Regions from separate parts of the Mus musculus genome. Here all the other regions are linked to region 3. The links are chromatin contacts, called in public HiCAR-type and HiChIP or PLAC-seq maps. All regions are on one chromosome and are shown on one strand. The core of a region is the stretch at or near the end of the contact, and the rest is flanking DNA. Distances in the headings are between cores, read along the strand shown.

Evidence for each region. HiCAR-type assays count read pairs that join an accessible place to other places. HiChIP or PLAC-seq counts read pairs in DNA pulled down with a chosen protein or histone mark.
Region 1: a contact with region 3 is called in an H3K27ac HiChIP or PLAC-seq map of double positive thymocytes, with 9 times the contacts expected there. The contact joins the promoter of Tapt1 here to the promoter of Bod1l in region 3. A contact is called at or near these places in 2 of 39 promoter capture datasets (the C10 cell line and liver), 1 of 484 Hi-C or Micro-C datasets (CD8 T cells), 4 of 115 datasets of contacts at active chromatin or transcription factors (double positive thymocytes, large pre-B cells, pro-B cells and 1 more) and 2 of 9 other capture datasets (adipose tissue and liver).
Region 2: a contact with region 3 is called in a HiCAR-type map of astrocytes, with 6 times the contacts expected there. The contact joins the promoter of Prom1 here to the promoter of Bod1l in region 3. A contact is called at or near these places in 1 of 39 promoter capture datasets (embryonic stem cells) and 1 of 115 datasets of contacts at active chromatin or transcription factors (astrocytes).
Region 4: a contact with region 3 is called in an H3K27ac HiChIP or PLAC-seq map of embryonic stem cells, with 5 times the contacts expected there. The contact joins the promoter of Cd38 here to the promoter of Bod1l in region 3. A contact is called at or near these places in 5 of 39 promoter capture datasets (embryonic stem cells, hippocampal neurons, liver and 1 more) and 2 of 115 datasets of contacts at active chromatin or transcription factors (embryonic stem cells and large pre-B cells).

What each region holds. Positions count from the first base shown.
Region 1 is chr5:44,225,177-44,227,876 of GRCm38.p6, reverse strand. Tapt1 (transmembrane anterior posterior transformation 1) reads left to right here and starts at 1,271. Exons shown (of 14, transcript NM_173764.3): 1 at 1,271-1,463. The coding sequence starts at 1,274.
Region 2 is chr5:44,100,480-44,103,179 of GRCm38.p6, reverse strand. It overlaps Prom1 (prominin 1), which reads left to right and starts at 1,444. Exons shown (of 28, transcript NM_001163577.1): 1 at 1,444-1,532.
Region 3 is chr5:41,842,985-41,845,684 of GRCm38.p6, reverse strand. It overlaps Bod1l (biorientation of chromosomes in cell division 1-like), which reads left to right and starts at 1,370. Exons shown (of 26, transcript NM_001310601.1): 1 at 1,370-1,753. The coding sequence starts at 1,517.
Region 4 is chr5:43,867,508-43,870,207 of GRCm38.p6, reverse strand. It overlaps Cd38 (CD38 antigen), which reads right to left and starts at 1,399. Exons shown (of 8, transcript NM_007646.5): 1 at 1,088-1,399. The coding sequence starts at 1,332.

The DNA of each region.
Region 1 (2,700 bases), core at 22-2,521, 2.4 Mb before region 3:
TGATGCTGGAGCTTTGTCAAGGGCACTGTTTTTAAGATCCAGTTTTACCAAATAAAACCAAACTGACTTTAAATAATATTCTCTGCAGTGTTTGGTTTTCCACAATGTAAAGTTTACATTGAATTGGGATTGGGATTTCTTGGACTTTGCAAGTTCCTCTTTAACCCTCCTATCCCTTCATCCCGCCCTACTGTCAAATGGCCTTGCTGCAGTACAGTACAGAAAAGTTGCGGAGTTTGCAATCGGGTATCTAGCTTTCCATCTCTAAGGCTCTCCTGGATGTTCTAGGCCTGCTCCATCGCTTCTCGGCTTAAGTGTAGGGCAGTTTAGAGAGTGAAGAGGTATTTGCTATGCTTCTACTCATTTAAAAAGTTGCCACAATGCAGGTTAATTCCGAAGTGGGCATGAAGGCAATCCAGGGGCCACCGCGTGCGTTACAGGAGCGCACAGCAAGAATGTAGGAATCCCAGGTGAAGGTCTTCCAAGGCTGAGGCGGATTCATTTGCACCCAGCGAGCATCCGTTGGTCTCAGCGCGGCTATCCGTGACTACCAGTGAGGGGGTAAGGGTCACAAGTCTCACGGCAAGCGGTGACAATCTGACAGAACCAGGCCGCCTTGGCTGCCACCCGCAGTCACATAACCCTATTCCCGAAAGGCAACCCAGAATGTCCCCGGCGCTTTAGGCGCATCGAGCACTTTGCCCGTCGGGCCGAGTCCCCCACCTGTTGGCACGCTCCCCCGAGCTAGGCTTTGGACACTGTCCACGGACAGGGAATGTGACAGACGATCATAAATATGCAGGAGAGATGCAGCCAAGACAGCAGAGCCACCGGGTCGGCGCCGGCGGGAGCCACAGAGCTGGAGCCCGGCCCCAGTCGCCGTGCAGCCAAGGCCAGGCGGGTCGCGCCGGCGCACTCCGGCCACCGCACGGGCACAAGGGGCTCCGGCCGCGCGGACAACCACGCCGAGCCCCGCTGCCGCCCACCGTCCCCCACCGCGCGACCCGGCGGCATGGAGCCCGGCGCGGCGCCCCGGTCCGCAGAGCCCGCCGCGCGCCACGGCGACGGCAGGAAGAAGATGGCGGCGGCCGTGGCGGCGGCCACCGCGGCCTCCCACGCGCCGCTGACGCCAATGGCGCGCGCCGGCCGGCGGGCTACGGATGGCGGCTGCCCGGGCGAGGGGCGGGGCGAGGCGGCGAGGGGGCCGGCGGGAGGCGGAGGCCGGGCGGGCGGCTGGAGGGAGGTGGCGGGGACAGTGTGTGGCTCTCGGAACATGGCGGGCGTCTGCGACGCGGCCGCCCCGGGAGAAGGCGGCGGTGGCGGCGCGGACGGCCCCGAGCGGACCGGCCGCGGCGAGGCGGAGCAGCCGGGTGGTGGCGGCCATGGGCCCGCGCCCCAACACACCGAGACGCTGGGCTTCTACGAGAGCGACCGGCGGCGGGAGAAGCGCCGCGGCCGCGCAGGTGAGGCGAGCGAGCGAGCGGGCGGGCGGGCGGCACTAGGCCGCGGCGGGCTACCGAGGGGCCGACCGGGCTGTGGTGGCGGGGACGCCAGCGCCTTCCCTCTGCGCGCGGAGCGGCCGCGGCTCCGGTGGCTCCCATGTCCCCACGGCCGGTGACAGCTACCCCGGCGGCTAGTGCGCGCGGCCCGACGTTCCCGCAGCCATCCCCGAGCCAGGTGCGCCCGGGAGATCGTCGGTCCCCGGTCCCCGAGAGTTCGCGACCGGCCTCAACAGTGACAGGCATCTCCCACATCCGAAGGAGGTCAAAAATGGGAAACGCAGGGCTTTCTAGGCGATGTCAATGCCGAGGTGACTCTTCCCCCTATGGTTTTATGCGAAGTTGAGTCTCGGAAACCTGTTAACTTGCCCGCCGAATCCATTTTTCGTAGACTCAGCTGACAGTGTGGTCGTGACCGTGAAGTTCAGCAGTTTTCTCTCAAACAGAAATGTGCGGCACCCCTTAAAATGTTACATGTGGAGTTTTCCTAAACTAAAACTTAAGCCAGAAGAAACAGTTTGTCACACAAGAAAATACGTACCACTTTTAAGCCCTACTGTCCATAAGCTCTGAAGCATACTGTTAAAATATTACAATCCCCTGTGTTCAAGGATCTTATTAAGAACTTTTAACAGCTTTGGTATTTACACTGAAGCGTTCTATTAAGCCCGGAAGCAAAAGGGAAAGTTTTGGCTTGGCCGTTTCATTGGGTATAATAGTGATTGCATTTTAATTCTTGCATCGTAGATCCAAGATCTTGGACAGCAACTTGATGACATTTCTTCCAACTTATTCTGAGCTAATGCAGTGGAATAAGGTCCTGCAGCTTATATAAATACTCGTTCAAGTTATAAGGTTGACTCCATTCACTATGGGTATTGAAATTATAGGAGTCCTAAAAGTCTGTAAGACTGGTGGATAGATCCTGATAGACTTGCTAATTCTCAGAATTGGACATAGAGTTTTGCATCAGTCTCCATATCTTTGAAAACTCAGGCACCAGCTGTGTGCCTTGTTTGTTTGGTTTTTTTTTTCCCCCTTTATTTTCTATTTGGTTTAGTTGTCAGTTAAACACTTGCTTGCAGGAATGTTTGCTTTCTAAATTGGCAATACCTAAGTAAACCAAAGTCTTCAATCTCTCAGCCGCTTGTTCACTTAGACTTGACTAGGGCAAGCAAATAGATGCGACCAGGTTTCACTA
Region 2 (2,700 bases), core at 195-2,694, 2.3 Mb before region 3:
AAGGAACGAGAAGGAGTACGGGTAGCCAGCCCTGTGCTGGTTTGCAGACACAGAAGCTGGATTCAGAGTGATAAGGCCATGAGTGCCCATGCTGGTAAAATAGGCAGCTCGGGGACAGCTAGGAGCTCCCAGGAGAGAGAACTCAAGTCTCAAGCTAACACCATCCTCAGTAGCCTGTCTGCCTCTGAGCAGGAAAGCTGTGGAGCCCAGGAGACTGTAAAGGGGAGAACTGGCCATCTTAGACTTCTCTAGTACTCCAACACTGCTTGCTTCAGTTTTCCGTGGTTTCTCAGTGGTCTTTCTGAATGAACTCTTTCTACACCTTCGCCGTGTAGAGGTCAATTTCAATTTCACCTTCCCCTGCCCATCCTCAGTGTATGCTATATTTTGTGGTGAGAAAATTACTAAATTAAAGTTCATTTGTCAGGGCTGGGGAGATTGGTGAGTGGTATAAAGCATCGGTTGTTTTGGCAGAGGCACTCCCTCTTTGCAGAGTTTAATTCCCTGCACCCAGCCCGTATGGCAGCTCACAACCCTTTGTAACTCCAGTGACAGGGAAGCCAACACCTTCTTTTGACCAACTCCACGGTAAAGTGCTACACATACATTCATGCAGGCAAAACATTCATACACGTAAACTATTTTTAAAAGGCCATGTGTCCACATACCTATTCTTCCAACATCTGTGCAGCCATTCTTTCATCTCTCCGTCCATCTACCTAACAACCCGCACACAATTAATACGCATCCTTTGATGGTAAAAATGTCCCAGAGGCGCTATTCTTCCTTGGTCTATTCTCTACCCACTTTTGGTTGAATCCAGGAATGTAATTGATCAAAAGGACCAGCGTTGTGTTTGTCCCTGATAGCACAGGGATACACTACAGCCAATTTTTCTCCCCCTTAGATGATTTTTGTTTGTTTGTTTGTTTTTTAGTTGTTTTAAATAAAATGCACTGAGTACCGGTATCGTGTCTAAAGAGCCAGGAAAGTGTGGAGGTTAGAGATTTTAGGAGCTAGCGGCCTTCCAAGCAGCGATTTAGGATTAGGTGATAGAGAAGGGTGTTCTGGGACTGAGCAGGGATTTCAGCAGGAAATAAATGCTCTGTCCCGTGGGTGTCCCCAGGGCATTGTAGCCTCTCAGAAGGTCCAATCAGTGCGCTCAGACTCAGAGCCCTAGGCTCCTGCTCTTTAAATTACCGAGCCTTGTGGAGACCCCGGCACCTGGCCTTAAGCTCAGCCCTGAGTAAGTACGTTTCTGAAGGAGTCGGTGTTCCTTTAGTTCCATCCCCAAACCTCTGCCAGAGACCCTAGAGGACGCAACAGGTTCCCAGAGTCCTGGAGTCCCGTGGTCCTGACTCAGGCACCCTTAGCCAACCCGGGGCGGAGCAGTGGGACGGGCTCTCACCCAATCACTCTTGTGGTGCCCTGGGGCTGGACCTTAAATAATTCATGAATTAAGTGGAAGGAGCCCAGCTTAGAGGCGAGGGGCTGGAGGGTTCCGAGACCCGGAGGAGAGCTGGACCGGAGAGGTGAGTTGCTCCGAGTGCCGACCCAGCGCGGGGCGCTGAGCTCCCCCTCTTCTAGAACACCCAGGGCAGGGATGAGGAGTGGAGAAGCTCGAGCAACGTCTTCCTCTGCCTCCACAGCAGGTGGCGGGAACCTAGTTTGTCTTCCCGAAGCTGGAGGGGCTGCAGGGTGGTGTGGGTCTCGGCCAGTGGGCGAGCCCAGGGTCTGGAGGACTGGTTATAGAGCGTGCAAACTTTTTCCCGCGGCGGTGGCCGGCTCCTCTCCGCGGCACATTGCTCCGCTCCGGTACTCCTTCCATCCTGTGGAGGGGTGGAGGTCGCTGGGTTCCGGAGACAAGAGCAGGAGGCGGTGAGACTTTCAGGCCACCGGCCCGCTTTCGGGAAGGGCGGCGAGAGGAGGTTCGGTCTGGGTCTTGAGAACTCTTTTGCGGTAAGGAAAACTCCAGGAAAGGCCAAGGTGGGGGGTAGGCTGGGGGAGGGGGACAGGACGTGGGACTCCCGGCCACCAGCCACCATCTGCTACCTATGTGCAGCTCACAGTGCTACTGGCCGCAGCGGGAGGGCGATGCCGGTGCAAGGGCAAACCGCCTCCCTGCGGCCGTTGCCAAGCGCACGCACCCGGGCTGGAAGTCCTGGCTCCAGTCAGCCCTTAGGGTCACACAGCACCGAGAATTTCAGCTTTCCTAGAGATGGAGAGCAGGAGCGCTCAGGGCATACCTTGACAGAATGCGGGGACCAGGGACAACAAAGAGGAATGTGGACTGAGCAGAGCTTCGTGGCTGCTGGAGGATCGGGGCTCGAGCTAAGTTCCCGAGAATGGGTCGGAGAGGTTCCAATCCTCAACCCGGCGTTCAAACAGGACTGGGTGGGGAAATGCCTTGGTGGCGCTCCGGACTACAGGACTCAGGGGCGATCCCCTCCCCCAGGCGACGGCGGATTCCTGGAGGCTCCCAGCTTCGCGCGCCGCCTCGCAGTCGGTTCTTTTGTGTTCCGCAGCCCGGGAAAGGCCCCTGAGAAGGGGGGAAGGTGGGCAGGAGGGCGCCGGGTCTGGCGGCAGCTTGTAGGGAAAGGCAGCGGAGCAAAGGTACCGGCGCTTCCTGCAGCTACTGCTTCCTCCGGGAGCTCGCTCTGTTGCTCTCTTGTTCAGTTGTGGACTTTTCTCATGCCCAGG
Region 3 (2,700 bases), core at 121-2,620:
GTCTCTTTTTAATTTTTTGTTTTGATTTGTTTTTGAGACAGAATTTCTCTGGCTGTCCTGGAACTCTGTAGACCTGTAGACTGGAGGGGCCTTGAACTCAAGAGATTTGCATGCCTCTGCTTCTGGATTAAAAGCACCACCACTCAGCTTTAAGAACAGATTTTAAAGACAACGCCGTCCCAGGTCAGGCGATTTCCCCCCCGCTGTGCAACTCTGTATGATTTACGTGGTTTCCTGATGTGCAAATTGGAATTAGTAGAATGTCTGAGTGTAACTACTGCTACAATGAAACACCAGGGCCAAAAGCAACTGGGGTGCGGGGTGCGGGCAATTTGGTTTATACTTTCATTATCACTGTTCATTCTCATCAGAGGAAGTCAGGACAGGAACTCAAACAGGGCAGGAACCTGGAGGCAGAAGCCAAGGCAAGGGTCCTGGAGTACTCGAGTAGCTTGCTCCCTCTGGCTTACTCTGCATACTTTCTTACAGAACTCAAGACCACCAGCCTAGGGGTAGCCCCCTCCAATGGACTGGACCCTCCTACATCAATTAATTAGTTAATCCTACATTAATTAAGAAAACATCCCACAGGCTTGCCTAGAGCCAGATCTTAGGGAGGCATTCTTCTTAACTAGGGTGCTCTCCTCATAGATGACTCTAGCTTGTGTCAAGGTGACATAAAACTAGCCCGATCATACAAGGACTCAGTCTTAGGTGTCACCCAAGGACTAAACGCCTTAACGCGTGTACGGGTCATGCCTGAGACACAACTCTATACAGATTTCACTCGCTAGTACCGTCATGTGCAGCAAAACCCTCGTAGCTTACTTAAGAGACAGTAATGGGAGGTTGTAGGTTGGAGCAAGTGAGATAGACACACCAGAAGAATGGGATGGGTGGGTGGAAAAAGAAAGAAAGAAAGAAAGAAAGAAAGAAAGAAAGAAAGAAAGAAAGAAAGAAAGAAAGAAAGAAAGAAAGAAAGAAAGAAAGAAAGAAAGAAAGAAAGAAAGAAAGAAAGAAAGAAAGAAAGAAAGAAAGAAAGAAAGAAAGAAAGAAAGAAAGAAAGAAAGAAAGAAAGTCCACGGCTGCTTCGCACTGCGGCGGGCTTGGGGCAGCCGCAACAGTGAAACTAAACCAACGCTTCACTCCTGCCTCCTCTGAGCTGAAGCTACAGGTGGAGAGCCAGCGGGCGCACGCTCCTACCCGGCTCTCTGTTTCGCTCCCCGGCGGCAGCCGCCACCACAACTTGTTCCCGCCCGTCTCAGCCTCGTGAGGGCGCCCGCGCCTCGAGGCGGCTGGAATTGGCCCGCCGCGGCCCCGGTAGCCAGACTTGAGTTGCTGCTGTCACCGCCTTTTCCTCCTTTCCCTCAGTTCCTTTTCACTTCCGGGGTTGCTCTAGATCCGCTGGTTCCGTAACAACATCCCGTTGGCTTCCCTCAGGCGGCGGGACCTGTGTAGCCGCCTTCCTCGGAGCGCCTGCCCGCCTGGGCTCGCGGGCTCCCCGGTCCGGGACGCCATGGCCACCAACCCGCAGCCGCAGCCACCGCCGCCCGCGCCTCCGCCGCCGCCACCGCAACCACAGCCGCCGCCTCCGCCGCCTGGCCCTGGGGCTGGCCCGGGAGCGAGCGGGCCGGGAAGCGCGGGGGCTGGTGCTGGGGACCCGCAGCTCGTTGCCATGATCGTAAACCACCTCAAGAGCCAGGGGCTCTTCGACCAGTTCCGCAGGGACTGCCTGGCCGATGTGGACACCAAGGTGCGGGGCTAGAGCGGCGGGCGGCGCGGGGAGTGGGGTCCCGTGTGCTCCGAGGGGCGACTTCCCCGAGCCGGACCCTCGGGACTGTCTTGCATACAGGGCTCCTTTTGCAGCTGCTTCGTTTGTTGATTTGTTTGTTTGCTTGTTTGTTTGTTTGTTAGACTTGCGGCGGTGTGCCATGCACTCTGCAAGTCTTGGAATGTTCATTCATTCCCCTGCCCTTGTGTTCCTTTCTCCGGCTAGAAACACTAGCCTGGAATGCCTATTATGTGCCAGGCAATGCTTGGCCTTAGCTAGTATACCACTGTGGTAAGCAAGACCCAAGTCGTTCCTAGGGAGACTGGTTTAGAAGCACTAAGGCAAACGGGACTCGGTTTAGAGTTCATTCTTTTGTTTTTCGAGACAAGGTTTCTCTGTGTAGCCCTGGCTGTCCTGGAACTCTGTAGACCAGGCTGGCCTTGAATTCAAATCCGCCTGCCTCTGCCTCCCAAGTGCTGGGATTAAAGGCGTGTGCCACCACTACCTACTTACTTTTTTCACCTAAATTGGTTTTTTTTTTCTACCAAAAGTTTCTTCGGCTTGTAAATGCAACAAATGTAGCGTTTGCAGATATCGTAAAACGGTAAGGCAACGATTTACAATGTATTTTGCTGGATGTTGAGGGGCGGGTGAACTTGCAAAGGTAGAGAGGCAAAGTTGGGCAGAGAAAAAAAGTGGGTTGGGAGATGGGACTGTCGTTTGATCTTTTGCAATGGCTGCCTGGCTTAGTAGTTTACTAAGATGAGAAGAGGCAGACAGACAGACAGACAGACAGAGAGAAAGAGAGGTATAGCGCATGGAGCCAGCCATTCCGTTGGAAATCTGTGGAGAGGAAATGACAGCAACTTGAAGTGAAAGAAGGAAAGGGGAGGGGGTGTGTGTTAGGTTATATGTTAGGAGACAGAGGA
Region 4 (2,700 bases), core at 150-2,649, 2.0 Mb before region 3:
TTTAAACATCTGTAAACAAAATATTTATCAGGACCCTGAGAGTGTTTATACTCCAACATTTTCAAGTAAGACCAGGACCCAAACCACTGAGCATTCGAGCACCCGGGAAGTGTGTGCATCTGAAGACAGAATGTGAAGTTGGGTTTCTGCGTGTGCCTTCCCAGCCTGCTGGGCTTTCTGTTTGACTTCAGAAATCAGTTCTACGTTAAAATGATGCCAGGGAGAAGCAACATAAATCATTCCCTCTGGGGCAGGTAGTGGGTGGAAGGGGTTCTATGGGCTGACTCTATTGACCAATGAAGATGATGTTCCCAAGGGTCTACACAGGATCACCAAGTGGATTTCGCTTACCTGATGAGTAATATTTCAGTTTTGACAGTCTGTCTTGTTTTGTTTTTATTAATGATCAGGTGCAAAAAAAAAAAAAGACCAGGATGCTGTTTGGGCTTGTTTTTTGTTTTCTTTGTGTTGTAATTAATTAAAATTAATTAACTTATTTTGAGTCAGGTCTCTCTTTGTAACCCAAGCTTGTCCTGGAATTTACAATGTTGCTGTGCAGCCCTTGTTAACCTTGAATTCACAAAAATCCTCCTGGCCCCTTCCACCCCCACAGCAAGCTGAGCAAGCCACCTAGTTAAATGTCGCCTGTGACCTTAACTTTCTGGGCAGGGGCGGTGTCTGATGGAAACCACAAGCCAAAAGACAATGTGAAGTTCCTGTGCCTGAGAGTAATCTTTGTCCCAGAAGCATGGCTGTGGCCAAAGATAGCCCTAAGGGTTCCTTCAGAGTTCAGGACCCTCTGTGGGAAGCGAGCATCTTTGCAGAGCTCAGCAAGGATCGGCGCCCCCATCACAGACACTGCCAAAACGGAGGAGGCATTGTGCAGGCGGTGTTCTGGTAACTTGAACAGGAGACCTTCCGCTCAGCACTGCCCTTCGGCTTCCAGCTGATCCACAACACAAGATTCTTTGTTTGGGACAATCTGGAAGATTCCCCCCCGCCGCGAGAGCTCCAGCTGAGTCACAGCCTGCTTCCCCGGTGTCCCGCTGCGCACTGTGCCTAGAGTGAGCCTCAGAAGCCAACTCACCTCATCTCCGGCCGGAGGATCTGAGTGTAGATGAGGCAGCGTCCCAGGAAGATGTCAGAAAAGTGCTTCGTGGTAGGCTCTCCAGTCCACACCAGGAGTGAGCGCGGCCTCAGAAGTATGACCACGATCCCTACTACCAAGGCGATCAGGACCAGGAGACCCACTCCGAGACCGATCTGGGCTTTCCTAGAGAGGCGGCAGCCAGGTCTGTCCCCAGACACCTGGCTAAATTCATAGTTAGCCATTGGGCTCCCGAAGACTGGCCCAGGCTAGGCAGGAAGAGAGCACAGGGCTGACTGGGTCAGAGCCTGCCCCTCCTCCTTTTTTTCACTTGCTTTTATCTGCTTCCTTTCCCACCCCCTACTCCTGCTCCAAAGTTCCACGGAGGTGACTGGACTAATAAGGCTCTTGGGTTGTCAACAGGCACTCCAACTGCTTACTTCCAGACTCCAGAGCAAACTGACCAGAACCTCTCTCTCCAAGAGAAGACAGCACTTTAGCCTCTGCTGGTACACAAACAACAGCTTCAGAATACTCCTGACCAACAACCTTGACACTTGACATGTTTGCTACTTATGCTCAGGTGTGTGTGTATGTGTGTGTGTAAAATTATTCTCCCTCTCCCTCTCCTCCCTCCCTCTCTCTCTCTGTTCACCCAAATGCCTGGCAATGAATGGCCTGCTTACCTCTACTTCTGAGCTTTGATAAAAATCCTGCCCAAGTATCTTTAAAGTCTCAGCTTTACTCTGCCCCTCTTCTCAGGAGGTATCAGTTCAAACCCAGCCCCAGATGGTAAAGTGCTGTTAAGATAAACTTACCTCTCTGAACTAGATAGATGTGAGCAGAGCCTCACATTCATTACATCAAAGCTTGCTTTGATTAGATGGCTTAATACCTCCTAGGTGTTTAGCATAATCCCTAAGACATAACAACCGATTACTCAATAAATGTAAGTTATTGCTGCTTACTCTAGGGGGTTGACAAAGGTAGGATTTTAGAGTTGATAGGATGCTCGCAACCCATCTCATGTGCAGTAATACTTCATCCCACATGGGAACCCCAAATACAAAGGCTCTTCCTGGCTCTCCTTCCCAAGAAGACCCCGCACTCTTCTGCTTAAACAGAGACTTGTCACAGAATGGATCATGACACAGGATTTTCACGGGACACTTTTCAGGCAGAGGGTACTGGATGCAAGAGCTGGGGCAGGAAAGCCCCTTGTTCTGTTTTAAGATGCGGGAAAGCAGCATTGCAGCTATACTACAGGATGACAGAGAATCCTTCCGAAGGCAGCAGGAGAGTAAGTCTCTGCAGCTCCGTATGTCAGGAGGACTTTTTTAGACTGTGCATTTCATTTTTTTTTAAACGTTTGCTGTCATTTTGCTTATTCATTTTGTGTGCCTCTCTCCCTCTCTTTCTTTTTTTTCCTGTGTTTTCTTTTTCTTTTTTAAAAATACATTCTTTAATCTTTTTTTACAGTCCAGACTTCATCTCCCTCCTGGTACATTCCCTCACCTCCTCCTCCCCACCCCCTCTCCAAGAGGATGTCCCCACCCCTATCCCTACCCCCCACCCCACCAGACTTCCTCACTCCCTGGGGCCCCAAGTATCTA